4 separate regions of the Mus musculus genome follow, and regions 2, 3 and 4 are each linked to region 1. A link is a contact called in public HiChIP or PLAC-seq data. All regions are on one chromosome and are shown on one strand. Each heading gives the region's core, a stretch centred on a gene start, on an enhancer-like site or on the middle of the called end of the contact. The rest is flanking DNA. Distances are from core to core; before and after follow the strand shown.

Region 1 (3,675 bases), core at 601-3,100:
TTTATCTGGTTTTGCTCTAATATTGAGAAGATGTCTCCTAAGAGCTGAGGCCATTTTTGAGACGTGATTGTTGAGATGGCTAGCTGATTACAGCAGGAGTCCTTCATTCCTCTGTGAACCCATCTTTAAGGAAAATGCAAAGCACTGCTTGGCAGAGCCTGCACAGTAGGCAGGTAGGCAGCGTCTGGGTGTGCAGTTCTGATGACAGATGGACAGTGGCGTGACTTTCTCTGTCCATGTGGAATCCTCACATCTTTCTTTTCTCCTTCTGTGTTGGTTTCCTCCGTTAGCTGCTCCCTTCTCCACCTGCAGCTGGAGGTGAGCAAGCCCCTCCCAGCTGCCTGCACTTGAGTCGGGAATGAAGGTACAGCCTCTCGACTAGCTTAAGAGACAGCTTGGAAACAAATCAGCTCTATGATGGCAGTGACATTTCACTACAGAAAGCAGCGAATTAGGGGGAACAGAGTTATTTTAATCTCCTTGGGCAGTCCCAACTTTATAGTTAGTAAAGTGAGACTGTGCTAATTAAAAGATTAGCTTAAACTCAGTACCTAATTGTGGTGAATCTATCACGTCTCAGATTTCTTTTCTTCCTCCTCTTTTTTTTTATTTAATTTTCGTGTGTGTGTGTGTGTGTGAGTGTGTGTGTGTGTGAATGTGTGTGTGTGTGTGTGAGTGTGTGTGTGTGTGAGTGTGAGTGTGTGAGTGTGTGTGTGTGTGTGTGTGTGTGTGTGTGGAGGATGTCAGATTCCCCTTGAACTGCAGTTATAGGTAATTGTGAGCCACCAGACATGGGTGCTGGGAACTAAATCTGGGTCCTCCGAAAGAGCAGCAAATGCACTTGCCTGCTGAGCCACGTCTCTATCTGTCTTTTCCAGTATTTCTTTTTCAACTGAAATGTCTGATGGATGCTGCTATAGAGACATGTAGCAGAGGCTGGCTGTGATTTCTTGATTGCCCTGCCTCCATTGCCCAGTACTGGAATTACAGGCATGTGCAATCACACCCTGCATTATTGATGCTGTGTGCCAAATACAGAACTCTAAAAAGTCACACTTGGGGGTCTGGAGATGGCTTAGTGGATAAGAGCACTAGTGATTCTTTCTTGTAGAGGACCCAGGTTCTATTTCCAGCACCCACATGGTCACTCACAACCATCTGTGATTCCAATTTGGAGGGATCTGATGTTTTCTCCTAAACTCAGGGCATGGGACATGCATGAGGTACATATACATATATATGCATGCACACATATATGCAAAACACTCATGCACACGGAGTAAAATAAATAAATCTAAAAAGCAATTTACAGAAAGTTAAACTTGGTAGTCACAAAGCACCTTCCTCGGGTATATTTCTAAATGGCTAGTGTTCTATCTGCCTTGAACTCTTAGACACGAGAGCGGGGGGGGGGGGGTGTATAAATATTGGTTTTCAGGATGCACAGAGAGAGCCAAAGACTGTCTAAAGGAGATGATATTTCTGAGGTTCATAACTTTGCTGGTCCCCCACCCCACATCCCTTTGCTTCTAAGTGAATTGAGAGAAACGGCCATTTGCACGGACATCACTCTCCCACTTTTACTAAGTTAGTGTTTTGCCTAACTGAGGCCCAATTTTAAACAGGTTATCTGATAGAGAATATTATGGGGCATCCCGTAGTCTCAAAAGCAAAGAGAACACTGGGAGAGGCTCCTGGGAGAGGTCTCGAAAAGATTGAGTTACACACAGCCAAGCAGGGCAAATGGTGTTTTTATGTGTTTTCTGGGGCGTGGTGTGGGTGGAGGGAGCTCTAAAAGGGAAAAGCAAACATTTGCTGGAGTCTTTGGTACTGAACTTAAACAAAGCCATGCCTTTGTTCCCCTTTTATAAGGCCAGGGCTGACAGGAACAGCTATGAGGCTGGAGCTAATGCTGTGAGCAAGGACTAAGGACTAATCTTTGGATGGCATCTCACTGAAGATATCAGTTGATCTTTTTTGTTAGCGTGGAGTAGCCATGGTTTCTGCCCCTCATTCTACTTATGGCTCCGTACATAACAGCTATGGACCATTGTGTTGTGCAGAGAATTGGATTACACACTTGGATTTCACGACATAATGGTGTGTGCTTGTGTGCACAGTGACTAATATTTGTTCAGTAATTACTATATCTCAGGCACCCTGCCAGGCCTTTATATATATATTACTCAATTATTCGTGTTTCTAAGCAGGTGACAGTTTTCATCTAACTAAGGAGTGATTTAAAGTTAGCTGGTTTCACTCAGTAACACAGCAAATGCATAACAGAGCCGAGCAAGCCGAGACCGAGCATGGAGCATGACCTCCAGTCCAACTGCTTCGTGTTCGGCGGGTCATCTCCACTCTCACGGACAGTGAGACAATGGTGCATTTGAGGCAGCACACGAGGTACCAGTTTCTGGAGATTCATGGCCAGGCACAGATCCCATTCTCAGAAAAGTTAGGGACAGGCTTGGAGCTAAGACGAACTTCTAGTACCCCTGTCTGGGATTACAGGCAGGAACCACGCTCTCTTTTCTTTTCTCTTGTCATTTCTGCATTTTTTTTAAAAATTTTAAATATTTAGATGAGAAATTAGAATAGTGTGATTAATGACACACAGGCTAAACTTAGGTCAATTCATTACTAATATTTGTCCAGCTTTTCTCTCTTCCCCTCCTCGCCTCCTGTCCTGCACTTGGCCATTTGGCACGCAGAAGAGGAAGCCAGCCCTGTGGGGTCAGAGAGGGTGGGCAGGGAGGGGAGAGGGGGCTGCTGCATTTCTAGAGTTGGAAAGATGAGCACCCAGGATGGGGCTGGGAAGCAGGAGTTTTCATAAGGCTTCCTCTAGATCGAAGGGAACATGCATCTGAAAGCTTGGGCTACAAAAAGATGCTGCTGATCTGGGCAGTGTTGGCGCACCCCTTTAATCCCAGCACTTGGAAGGGAGAGACAGACAGATTTCTGAGTTTGAGGCCAGCCTGGTCTACAGAATGAGTTCCAGGACAGCCAGGGCTACACAGAGAAACCCTGTCTCAAAAACAAAACAAAAACAAAGATGCTGCTGAGAAAGCACAGCTGAAGAGAACAACACCAGCAGCCAACTTACATTCCTGTGTACCGCTTGTACAAAACCTACACAGAAAGACATTCACGGTGGATTTGTTTATAATTAAAAGGTGGAAACAGCCCCAATGGGGAGGGGCATTATTATTTTATATGTAAGCATGTTTTAAAGAGACAGAACTATCATATCACATTTCAGCATTAGGTGAGAAGAATGAGAATCAGGGCTGTGTACATTCTCTTCTGTGGCTTCCCAAGTAGGACAGAGCATGTGGTTGCCCTGCACTTAAATGTTTAATGGGGAGCAAGGCGTGAGAAGGTTCAGTTTCGCTTTTCATGCCTGTCTTAGTCAGGGTTTCTTTTCCTGCACAAACATCATGACCAAGAAGCAAGTTGAGGAGGAAAGGGTTTATTCAGCTTACACTTTCATACTGCTGTTCATCACCAAAGGAAGTCAGGACTGGAACTCAAGCAGGTCAGGAAGCAGGAGCTGATGCAGAGGCCATGGAGGGATGTTCCTTACTGGCTTGCCTCCGCTGGCTTGCTCAGCCTGCTCTTATAAAACCCAAGACTACCAGCCCAGGGATGGCCCCACCCACAAGGAAGGTCCCC
Region 2 (3,675 bases), core at 843-3,342, 500 kb before region 1:
CAGGTGCAGCTTTGGAAGCACCTGAGGCTTGTCCTTGTCATTGTGCCCTTTATTCAGTAACCCCTCTTAACCTTCAGAGGTGGGCTCTGAGTGAAGCCAGCTCTTCCACGAGACTCCCATCTCTCTCATTCATCGCCTCTATTCTGCCAGGCTGCACTGCCTTGCCTCTAGAGTGGTAAACAATCAACGACTCAAATAAAAGCACGCATGCCCCCTACCCCCTCATCTCCCAATAAAATCCCAGCTAGAGTCCCAGGACTAATCTCAAAGGTCTCCATTTTTACCTAGGGTTCAAGCTGACCAAACAGGAAGACCTGGAGGCACACGGGACCTTGGAAGCCCACTCCCTTCCTTGGCCAATCTTCACAACCATCTTCACACAGGCCCCAGGAAGTCTATTCATGCCCAGCAAACCCTGCTAGGCTGCCAGGGTCCTGCTGGCTGGCTCCGTGTTTCTTCCTGTTCTGCTGTGTCTTTTGTTCTTTTCCTCTGCCCTAGAGGAAAGGTGCTTGTTTCATATACTTGAAAATATATTTATGGGGCAAAGAAGAAAGAGACACATTAAGTAGATGGCTGTAGTAGCTTGTAAAATTGTCTAAGTGTTTCTAAGAGCTTTCTCAGAAGTACTGGAGGGCTGGAGATGAGTGTGGTGGGAGGGGAGGGGAGCCAGCTAATGACTTAGTCATGTAGGTCACTACACTTTGTGGGAGGAAATGGACTGGACTCCTATAGTAGAAGGGAGAAGTGAGGATGTGGTCGCTCCTTCTATGTCCCTGCCAGGCATGGGGCAGCTGGGAATAAGAGGGGGTAGTATTTATGGGCATCTAATTTGTGTTAAATTCAGAATTGCTTTGTGTAGGAATTAAACGGCTTGGGGGGAAACTGACCTGGTAATTAAGTGCACACACACACTTAGCTGTGGCGCTATAGGAAGCCCCTGTCCTTAGCACTTGGGAAGGACAGAAGTATAAGTTCTGATGTTTGTCCTTGTACCCTGTCTACACAATGTTTTGCTCTCCTAGGCTGAGGAAAAGAACTGTGTAGATCTGTGCCTTGCTTTCTCACTTCAACTTTTGGACAACCCCAAAGGTCATTTTGAAGAAGCAGGGCTCAGAAAAGGAAGGTCACATGTTCAAGGTCATCCAGTAGAGCCAGAGAAGAGGCCCGGCTCCCACACCCACACTGAACCCTTAAGACCTTCCTGCCCACCTCTGTCTAGACTGAGGCTTCCTTTTCTGCTGAGGCCCTGGGGATGCCCCCTCAGGTGAAAAGCCAGTGGCCCCACATCAGCTCCAAGACAACAAGCAATGTGGTAAGATTTTGTTCCAGTTTTTTAAAAACTTTGTGCTGTATTTTATTTATTGTGTGTACGTGTGTGGGTACACATGATGGCAGACAGCACGTGTGGACGGCAGAGGGCAGCTTCTGGGAGTCGGCTCTCTCCACCTGCCTTGCAGGTCTGAGGTATCAAATTGAAGTCATTAGACATGGCCACAAGTGCTTTACATATGGAGCCATCCTCATGGCTCTGTGCTTTGTTGAGGCAAGGTCTTGACATAGAGCTCTGACTGGCTTGGGATTCTCTGTGCAGCCCAGACTGGCCTCCGGCTCCTTTGCATCAGCCTCCTAGCGCTGGGGTTGGAGGGGAGACACTACACATACTTTGAGATCTTTAGGGGTGGAGAATATGAAATCTCTCTTGTTTAGCAATACACACACTAGTAATAAACCAAAGGATAAAATATGGGGCATATCAGAGAGTAACAAGTGATGTAAGATAAACATAGCAAATAAGAGGATGAGGAGCACAAGCCACCCAGGATTTGTTTGTTTGTGTCTTGACGCTGTGCCTTCACTCCCCTGGCTTCTCTAGGACCAAGTCTGTGAGAGTTGCTTCAACTCAGCGCCTTCTACACCACCAGCCTCTGAACAGCCCAGAGCATTTATTGGCTGACCTCAGACCACTATCTTTGAGCTTACTGGTGTAGAAATAGTTTGCTTTTTAGAAGAAGAGTTCTTTGTACTACTAAATGGCCCTTCACAGGAGGAAGTGAGTGTTTATTTTCAGGGCGGGCTCTCTACTCGCTAAGGTCTTATCGGAACCTGATGCACACTGGCAGTGTTGAGTGGAGAGCCTGTGTGAGCAAAAAATAGACCGTGTTGGTCAGCAATGGTGAGGCTTATCCCTTTTATGGAAGAGGTGAGAGGGGGAAATTAGGAGGTCAGAAATAATATCCATGTCAGAAAAGGGGACAGGAGGAAGCAATGGGAGGGAGCAAGGAAGGAACAGGACAGAAAGGGAACGGCCTGCAGTGTAAAGACTGGACAGGACAGGAGAGCAAGGCCTCAAGACTGGGGGAGGGCCATGGAGTTGGAGGACCGTTGGACAGAGAGGACTGTGAAATGGGATTATGGGAATAGGGATGTCCCAGAGCAGGGAGGACACAGAACTGAAGCCACGTAGGAGAATCCTAGTTGGTAATAATAGTCAGGGAGGTTATCTGCCCTCATTCCTCTTCACAGACTTTCCCTTCAGAGGATTCTCGCCTGCAGGAGCACACGAGAGACAAACCTAGGGTCTCACACAAGCAAGGCAAGTGCTCTACCACTGGCCTCGATCCTAGCCCCCACATTCCTTTCTCTACTCTTTCTTCTAGAACAGGGCCTAGCTAAATTGTTCCATACAGCTTCTGACTCACTGTGTAGCTCTGACAGCCTTGGCTTTTCAATCCTCCTGCCTCGTCCTCCTGAGTAGATGGTGTGAGCCACCAAACTGGGCTCTGTTTTTTTCTTTTTCTTTTTTTTTTTACTTCTGGAGCTTGAACCTACAGGACGTCTTGAATGCCGGGCACGTATTCTTCTACCTCTGAGCACTCACACCGCTCTTGTTTTTGTGAGACAGGGTCCCCCTGCTCCAGCCTCAGGAATGCCGGGATTATAGCTATGTATCACCACAGCTATTCAGTGAAACCTTTTCTGTGACAGAAGGCTGATGTGGAAATTTCTGGTTGTGTCAGGAAGATTCATGTGATCTTTTGCTGAAGCAGACCCATGAAAGGACACATGATATTTGGAGAGAGTATAAGTAGGACCCAACAGACAGTGACAGGGTGACTGCATAGCCAGCCTTACAACACTTCTTGATCTTTGCTGATCTTCACTTCATTGAGAGAGAGAGAGAGATGGCAGAGAACTTCTCGTGGCATTCCAACTGTTTCTGGCCACTCCAAACCCCTTCACACACATCCTGCCCTGCTGACTTGTGCCAACTCATCAGAGGCCTGGCTGTTTCTGCTGGATCATGCCTGCTACTGCAGATTCATGTTTGATATCCTGACACTACTGAACTGGGTGGTTGGTCCATTGACAATGAGGATTGGAATCGCCCCAAAGAGCTACTTCTAAACAGGTCCACATTCCCTTGTCCTATTTACTGTCTTTTCTCTCCTACCTTTGGATGGTAGGCTAGAAAGGGCGTCAAAGTGTTTGAGAACACTTATTAAAGTAGGTTTTTAAAAATCTAAGCCATAGAAAGGTCCAGAAAGACCCTTGGGCTCATGGTAGTGCTTTGCAAACAGGTCCCCTCGCATTGAAGTTAGCAGTAGAGGCCAGGCAGAAGCAAGGCAAAGTTATAGTAGTTTCCAGCTGTATTCACTCACACATATCCCCCAGAAG
Region 3 (3,675 bases), core at 483-2,982, 420 kb before region 1:
GTGGCTCTTATGGGCAAATGATTCTGAGGAAGTCAGACAGCTAGGGAGGGTGGATGGCACAGAACGGTCATGGTACCGGCTGGTGATGGCAGAGGAGAAAGCAAATGCTGTGAACCCTGAGCCAGACGACTGTCCCCCACACAGAGGTGGGGCTGAGAGAACACTGCCTTCAATCCTAGTGTTACTGCCCCCACCTTCAAGAAGTAGTGTTGAGGTAAGACGACATCATTTGCTTTCAGGAGGCCATGGAGTCTGGAGTTATTAGGGTTAGAGCGTGCACTCTGGCAGCCATAACAAGCAAGTCTCAACCCCCTGTCCTGAATAAACAGACAAGCAATAGTGAGGAGCAGAGCTAAGAGACAGTTTATTCAGTGTGTTCCCACTGAGAAGAGAAACAAATAAGGGGGATGGCATTTCCCACCCCCACTCGCTCAAGCTCCCCTCCCCAGGCCCCTCCCCTCTTTCCTCAAATCCATGTTCAGGGAACTAACAGGAGGTTTCTGTTCAAATAGAGGGTAAGTGTGACACATAATTATACAGTCCTGGCCAAGGTGTGGTCCTGCCTGTTATTGATCTGACTTGGACTCTGGTTCCAGTCTGTCCTCCAAGACGGTCTGACGAATTGTTAGAAGGGTGTGAAATCTCTTCAGAGGAGACATGTTCCTCCTCTGTCTGGAAGCAAGTTTTAGGCTCCCCACCCCACCCCACCCCCACGCCGATGTGGGATTTCTGGGAAGTCCCAGTTTCCCTGAAGCCTTTCTTTAGAAGTCTGATAGCTCAAGCAGCACACACATCTCTCTTTAGACTGTATCTTCCCTCCTGCCCCTGGGCATCCTCAGGATTTTTGCTATCTTCTTGGCCTTGAGGTCAGATGGAGACACTCCAGCTACTTTTCCAAGCAGAGCAAATGGATAGTTCCCCTCTCGTGCCCTACCCCCTTTCCCAAGGACTTCTTTCCAGACAGCGTGCAAGAAACAGGGAATGTGAGATCTGAGGCAATGCTGGCCACTGCCCTTCTGGCTCTAGAGTCCTGTAGAGAGAGATACCCTACCTAGGGCAGTTCTGAAGAAGGCTACCATAGTGAGTGAGGTTTCTGGGTCCTGGGTTGTGATGTGCCTGACCTGAAGGGCAGGGGGCAGGCTTTCCTGATCCTTGAGAGATTCAACCATGGATGCTCAGAGTGAGATTTGCAGGCAAAGGCTAGGGCAGGATCAGAGGGGAGGTCAGCACAGAGCACGTGGGCCATGATCACCTGTTTCTGTGCCGTGAGCAGGGCTGCACAGGAAGGACTTTTGGGGTACATCGCATATATGTTAGGGCATCTTGCATGGTGGGCAGTCATGGCAGGGGCTTCTCCACTCTCTGTCAACAGTGCTAAGGATGGGATCCTCGTGCTCAGCCCTTAAGGAAGGGTGCAAACCTGAGGAAATGGTTGGGCGGGAACAGTGACAGAAAGCAGGAAGATGTCCTTGCTGCCTGCCTTTCCAAATGGTCTGTGTCCCTTCTGGAGCCTGACAAGGCAGATGATTCCAGCAAGAGGCTGCCCTGGCCACCCCAGGTGAGGTGGCATGGCAGGGCACCAGCATACTGCGGGATGGAGAGCCAGCCCTCCAACCAGCCTCCCCTCCTCATGTCTAACTTCCCAGAGACCCGCTTGCCCAGCCTCTGCACGGTGCCTGCTCTGGCTTGCTCTCTCCTTTTCCTCTCACCCCCACCCCGCATCTCCCTGGCTCTCAGCAGACTGCCGCCATCACCATGGCTACGCTTGCTTCTGCTTCTGCTCCACACTCAACAGGAGTCAGAGCTGGGGGAGGGAGGCCGGTCATTAGGCTTCCTGTTAAGCTGGGATCTCTCAAAGTCAGCTTGGGGCTGCACCCTGTATGTTCTGGGCCCAGCCGGTTCTTTGAGGGCTCACCTTCCATAGAAAAGATGGGCTTAACTAAACAGGATATCCTAGCCCAGGGAGGCTTAGTCATAGCCTGGGAGGATGCCACTAGCTCTCTGTCTCTCTCTCTGTGTGTCTGTCTGTCTGTCTGTCTGTCTCTCTCTCTCTCTCTCTCTCTCTCTCTCTCTCTGTGTGTGTGTGTGTGTGTGCGCGCGCGCGCAGGTACACATGTGTGTATAAGTGCACATACACATGTGTAGCTTCATGAGTGGAAGGAAGAGGAGAACCTTGAATGCCATTTCTCACATGCTCTCTACCTGTTGTTGTTGTTGTTGTTGTTGTTGTTGTTGTTGTTGTTGTTGTTGTTTTGAGACAGGGTATCCCCTGGCCTGGAACTCACCAAGTGATCTAGACTGGCTAGTCACCAAGTCCCAGAGATCTGTCTGTCTCTGCCTTCCCAGCACAGAGATTACAAGTTGGTGTCACAATGCTCAGCTTTTTTTAATTTTAATTTTTATTTTTTGCATGTGGTTAAATGTGAGTTCAGGTCCTCAGGCTTGCAAGATAATCACTTTACCAACTGAGACCTCTCCGTTGTAGAATATCGATGCATGGTAGTGTGTGGGTGTGACTGATGTCAAAGGTCACTCACTGAGTGATCACGGTAGGCTTAATGAAGTTACGACTGTCACCGTCAAGTTGCAGCTGAATAGGAACAGATTCTAATCAGTGCCTTCCCATTGTCAAGGGCATGAACTAACACAAATTAAGTATAGAACTCTGCTGAGTTTCAGTTTTCTTGTTTGTAAAATGAGGACAAGAACACCTAGTTTTCAAATTAAAGATAATTTATGCAAAATGGCTGGCACACAGTAGGTGCTAAGAAATGCCTCATGTCCTTTATTATTATAGAGGTCTGGGCCCTTTAAAAGGCATCATAGCATGAAAGACTGCTTTCCCTGACTTGAAGGCTACTGGGACTGGGTTTTAAGATGGATAGGCAGATTCCCAGCCTCACCTACAAGGAGATGTAGCCTTGAGCCCTGGTGTGGGAAGACAGCTGAGGTAGAGTTACCAGAGGTGAGCTCTAAGCTGAGGGTCTGGAGAGAGAAGTGAGCTGCCCAGACCCAGAGAATCTTGGAAAGTCTCAGGAACTGAGACACGAGATGCTGAGGAAGGGAGCAGATGGAGCCTGAAACAGAGAGGTTATTTTGAAGTAGACTTGCAAGGGCCAAGCTCTTCTCCCCCGCCCCCCACCCCACCCAGCAGGAGAGGGAGTTATTCATTAGAGAAACTGGACCAGAGAGACTTTGTGCTAGGGATGTCAGATGCAGAGAGAAGCTGGAGTGAGGTCAGAATTTGTATTAGAAATGAACTTCCTCCCTTGCCCCTGACCTTGGCTGGCAGGAGACTGAGAATTTCTTGCTGCAGAAACCAACCCACTCCGGAAACAATGAGTCTAAGTACATGTGTGTTGACTTGGGAGGTGCCTGGTGACCCTAAAAGGACCCCCCGCCCCTGCACAGCACTCCAGAACTTCCTATGGACTCTTCGGAGTTTTTATTGTTTTCATTCTCCTCTTCCTCCCCTTCTCCTCTCCTTCCTGAGACAGGGTATTGCTGTGCAATCCAAGCTAGCCATGAGCTCACCATATAGCTCAGGCTGGACTCCAGAGGCTTTTGTTTTTCTTAAATAAGATCATTTATTTTATCAGAAGTGTCAGATGCCCTGGAACTGGAGTCATGCATGTTTGTGAACCTTGATGTGCATACTGAGGTCCTCTGTAAGAA
Region 4 (3,675 bases), core at 852-3,351, 290 kb before region 1:
AGAATGAGCATTTTTAGACTTAGAAGAAAATTGGAGCCTCTGCAGTCTTTGATTGTCAGCTAGGGCAGAACTTCAGGTTACCAAGGAAACAGAATAATCCAATATTGTTGAATTCAGAATTGCTCCCTATGTATTTGGAGGAACAAGGAAGTAAGACTTTGGCTTAGTTGCCCTTGCAGAGGTCCGGCGTTCCTTTTAACTTATTTACATCTTACAAAATACTTTGTTCATCTGAACTAGACACAGAGTAAGAGTTAGTACTGCACTCCAATTTATTTCTATCTCAGTGTTTAGAATCACCAGTATGTATATTTCTGGTCATTTGATGAAGTCAATGTTTGACTCAGCCACAGAGAACCTGAGGGATACCAGAAGGAGCATAAATGATCTGGGTCAAAGGTCGGGAAGCCCCAAGGAGAACTGAGGGAGTCCACATTTGCTGCTTATTTATTGTTACGAGATGACTGACAGATTGACTGAGGTCTGGTTTCTAGAACCAAGGGACAAGGTAGAAAGGAAGTTCCTAGAATTCTGACTCGCTAACTTGGGTAGATACGTGAAGAATCAGAGCTCAAGAGAGCTCTAAACACAGGTAGCAGGCTTGTTGTCCTAAAACTATCCAAGAGCTGAGGCAGCCTTCAGGGAAACAGCCTCCTTGACTTAACAAACGTTTAGATTTCAGCTACCCTGAAGGATGCCTCTTGGATGGCCATGGCCATGAATATCAAGTGGCAGAAAGTGGTTCGTGAGTAGGCTGGTGCTCATAGATAGGCCTTAGGAGGTTCTGCTTTCCTTCTGAAATTAAAACAAGTAAACAGACATAAAGAGTCTGTAAGGCTGGATGTGCTTTCTTCTGCTTTGTCCCTTATGAGAGAGGGCATGGTGTCTACCTGTTTTTCAATTTCCCTTCTGTCTTCCACCATGCAAGAACACTGTACGGTGAAGCTTCCTGTATGCCGGCACCTTGGGCTTCAGCTTATAGCCTCCAGAATGTCAAGAAATTAATTTCTCGTTTTTCATTGTTCTGTTTGTTTGTTTGCTGTTGTTTTGTTGAGATGGGGGTCTTAAATAGCCCAGGCTAGCCTAAAATTCACCGTGTAGTTGAAGCCGACTTTGGATTCTGGATCTTCTCCTCTCTACCTCACAAGTATTGGAATTCCAGGTGTTCCCAGCTTTTGTGGTCCTGGGGACTGAGCCCAAGACAAACATTCTACAAACCAATTACACCTGCAGTCCCTAAATGTCCCTAAATTACACCCCCCCACACACACACAGTAGCTGCTTGGCTAGACATCCCTGCCCCCAGCTACTCACCTATGACAACACTGTGGATGTGGAATCCCAGTCTGAGCCATGCCTCTACTTCCATGCCCACTCAGAGGCTGCCAGTACTAGCCTGAGAGCAGTCCTCAGGCCTGGCACAGCCTGGTGCTCATCGTCATCCTTCCCTCCCAGGCCTGTGCTTATGATTTCCCGGCATCTTTCAGACAGAAGGCAAACATTTACAGTGGGGGGAAGGCTCATATCTATCTTAGTCATATTGTTTGTCAAAAAGAACACAGAACTCAGAAACAGAGTGCCTGAACTCAGAACTCAGATCTGCAGCTTCCCGTGTGGCCTGGACTATCTCTTCCATTGTCTTCTGAGTCTGATTTCCTTGTTTGCAGAATGAGAATTGTCATTATTCCTGATCATTTTCCTTTCAGAGAGCTCAAACTGACTGAAGCCTGATAGGAGCTCAGCAGCTCCCATCTGAGTCACTCAGGATACAGGTCTGCTTGCATCTACATTCCTCAGCATTCCAAATGCAGGCACAGCCCAGGGTCCACAATGAATGGAGTCAGTGGTCGAGGTAATCCACTCTAAGCTCAGCTAGGACAGAGCATATGACAGGAGGAGAAGCAAGTCCCCTCAGTATGTTATGGTCTTGTTCTCTGGTTGTTCATTTGGAGCTCTTTATACTGGACTGAATTTTTTCTACCCAGAAGTCTGGAATGTTCCTTCCCTCCCCCAGTTGCTATTGAGACCAGAACTGCCTGCAAGAGCAGCTGAGCAATCCATCAGGCACTGCAGCTTGGCTGGAGATGTGAGCCCACTCTGAATGAGCCTTTCAGCGACACAAGGCTCCTGTGGGGGTGTTATAACTTCATGGCTACAACATTACAGGCATTGTTCTAAGCTTGCACAAAAGCCTTTGCTCAACCCAGATGCCCTGAGTTCTGCAAACTGCCCATCCCTCTGCCACATTCTTTTCAGACGAGGTTTGCTGAGTAGTTCTCACAGGATTTTCTGGGGTGGGGCTACATGTAGGCAGAGATATCTGGGGCAGGGCTACCTGTAGACAGAGGCATCTGGGGCGGGGCTACCTGTAGACAGAGGCATCTGGGGCGGGGCTACCTGTAGACAGAGGCATCTGGGGCGGGGCTATCTGTAGACAGAGGCATCTGGGGTGGGGCTACCTGTAGACAGAGGCATGTGACAAAGACCAGAAGGATTTTGTTGCTACTAATTAAAACTTGATTTTCTTTAATATAAAATTTACATCTGCTCCTAGGTGTTAAGTGTGACTCCTAATCAGGACGTTGAACATTTCTGTCACCCCACAAAGTTATCCTTTGTCTCTTTCTTTTCAATCCTGCTCCATCTTATAGACAGCAATAGGCCTGACTCCCATCATAATAGGTGAATTTAGCCTTCTTGAAAGTTTCATATAGATGACACTGTACACCATGTATTCTTTTTCTGGATGCTTTTTAAAAAAAGATTTCTCCATGTATCAGTATGTTGTATGTGCGCAAGTGTATGAGTGCTGCAAGTGTATGAGTGCTGCCTGTGAGTATGTGTGAGTGTGTATGTGAGTGTGTATGTGAGTGTGTGTACACCAGTGTCTATGGCTGTCAGAAGGGAGTCTTTGGATCCCTTGGAGCTAGAGTTATAGGTTTGTGAGATGTTCCATGGATGTGCTGGGAGCTAGCTTAGGCCCTCATAAAGGAGCAACATGCTTGACAGTTGAGCCATCTCTCCAGGCCCTGGATCTGAGTTTTTTTTTGCTCTTGTTATTGCTTGGATCCATGGTACATTTAAAAATTTTTTTATTGGGGAGTAATTTCCCATTGCACAAAGTACATTAGGTTATTTCTGTAGTTGAATAGGACATTTGGCTTCTTTTTTCTTTATTTTATTTTTTGGTCTATCATGAGTAGGGTTGCTATGGGGATTTATGTAAGAATTTATGAAGGTGTATTTTCCCTAGCCTTGCTAACTCATATGGCAGGAAACTGCTTAACTCCATAAGACACTGTCACACAGGGCAGTCTCTTTTCTCATAGTCAGTTTCACCAACAGTGTGTGAAACTCCAGTTGTTCCAGTCCTTACACACCTGCCTCCCTTCCCATCAGCTCCATGGGAATAGCACACGTGGTCTCTCCTAGAGTCTATGGAATATTAGTAGAATCACCATTTGCTACACACAGCTCTGGTTGAGACAGATGGGAGTGGTCAGAGGGCTTTGGTAGCACTGAGGAGCTCTGACTCCTCATCTCTCCATCCCTCACCACGTTCTGATGATTTTCCATGATCAAGATCATCACTGTCATTAATGTTCTGGAAGTTTCTGTTTTGGGTCTCAATCCCTGAATCTGGGACAAAGTTAAGCTCTTGTTGCAAGATCAAGA

Evidence for each region. HiChIP or PLAC-seq counts read pairs in DNA pulled down with a chosen protein or histone mark.
Region 2: a FOXA1 HiChIP or PLAC-seq map of pancreatic cancer cells shows a contact between it and region 1. The contact joins two enhancer-like sites. A contact is called at or near these places in 2 of 484 Hi-C or Micro-C datasets (cortical neurons and myocytes) and 1 of 115 datasets of contacts at active chromatin or transcription factors (pancreatic cancer cells).
Region 3: a FOXA1 HiChIP or PLAC-seq map of pancreatic cancer cells shows a contact between it and region 1. The contact joins two enhancer-like sites. A contact is called at or near these places in 1 of 115 datasets of contacts at active chromatin or transcription factors (pancreatic cancer cells) and 1 of 9 other capture datasets (pancreatic islet).
Region 4: a FOXA1 HiChIP or PLAC-seq map of pancreatic cancer cells shows a contact between it and region 1. The contact joins two enhancer-like sites. A contact is called at or near these places in 1 of 484 Hi-C or Micro-C datasets (myocytes) and 1 of 115 datasets of contacts at active chromatin or transcription factors (pancreatic cancer cells).

The regions. Positions count from the first base shown.
Region 1 is chr15:37,316,126-37,319,800 of GRCm38.p6, forward strand. All of the region lies in intron 8 of Grhl2 (grainyhead like transcription factor 2), which reads left to right. Among named protein-coding and RNA genes, the nearest start is that of Gm16136, 85 kb to the left of the region's middle. Within about 2 kb of position 1,851, at least 45 of the 459 cell types and tissues checked have an H3K27ac peak or open chromatin away from gene starts, as enhancers often do. A contact at or near this core is called in pancreatic cancer cells, where this site is marked.
Region 2 is chr15:36,818,204-36,821,878 of GRCm38.p6, forward strand. The region is part of intron 1 of Gm34472 (a long non-coding RNA gene); the gene reads right to left. Among named protein-coding and RNA genes, the nearest start is that of Gm34472, 23 kb to the right of the region's middle. Within about 2 kb of position 2,093, at least 41 of the 459 cell types and tissues checked have an H3K27ac peak or open chromatin away from gene starts, as enhancers often do. A contact at or near this core is called in pancreatic cancer cells, where this site is marked.
Region 3 is chr15:36,900,214-36,903,888 of GRCm38.p6, forward strand. No RefSeq gene overlaps it. Among named protein-coding and RNA genes, the nearest start is that of Gm34529, 8.6 kb to the right of the region's middle. Within about 2 kb of position 1,733, at least 145 of the 459 cell types and tissues checked have an H3K27ac peak or open chromatin away from gene starts, as enhancers often do. A contact at or near this core is called in pancreatic cancer cells, where this site is marked.
Region 4 is chr15:37,029,685-37,033,359 of GRCm38.p6, forward strand. No RefSeq gene overlaps it. Among named protein-coding and RNA genes, the nearest start is that of Gm34724, 15 kb to the right of the region's middle. Within about 2 kb of position 2,102, at least 99 of the 459 cell types and tissues checked have an H3K27ac peak or open chromatin away from gene starts, as enhancers often do. A contact at or near this core is called in pancreatic cancer cells, where this site is marked.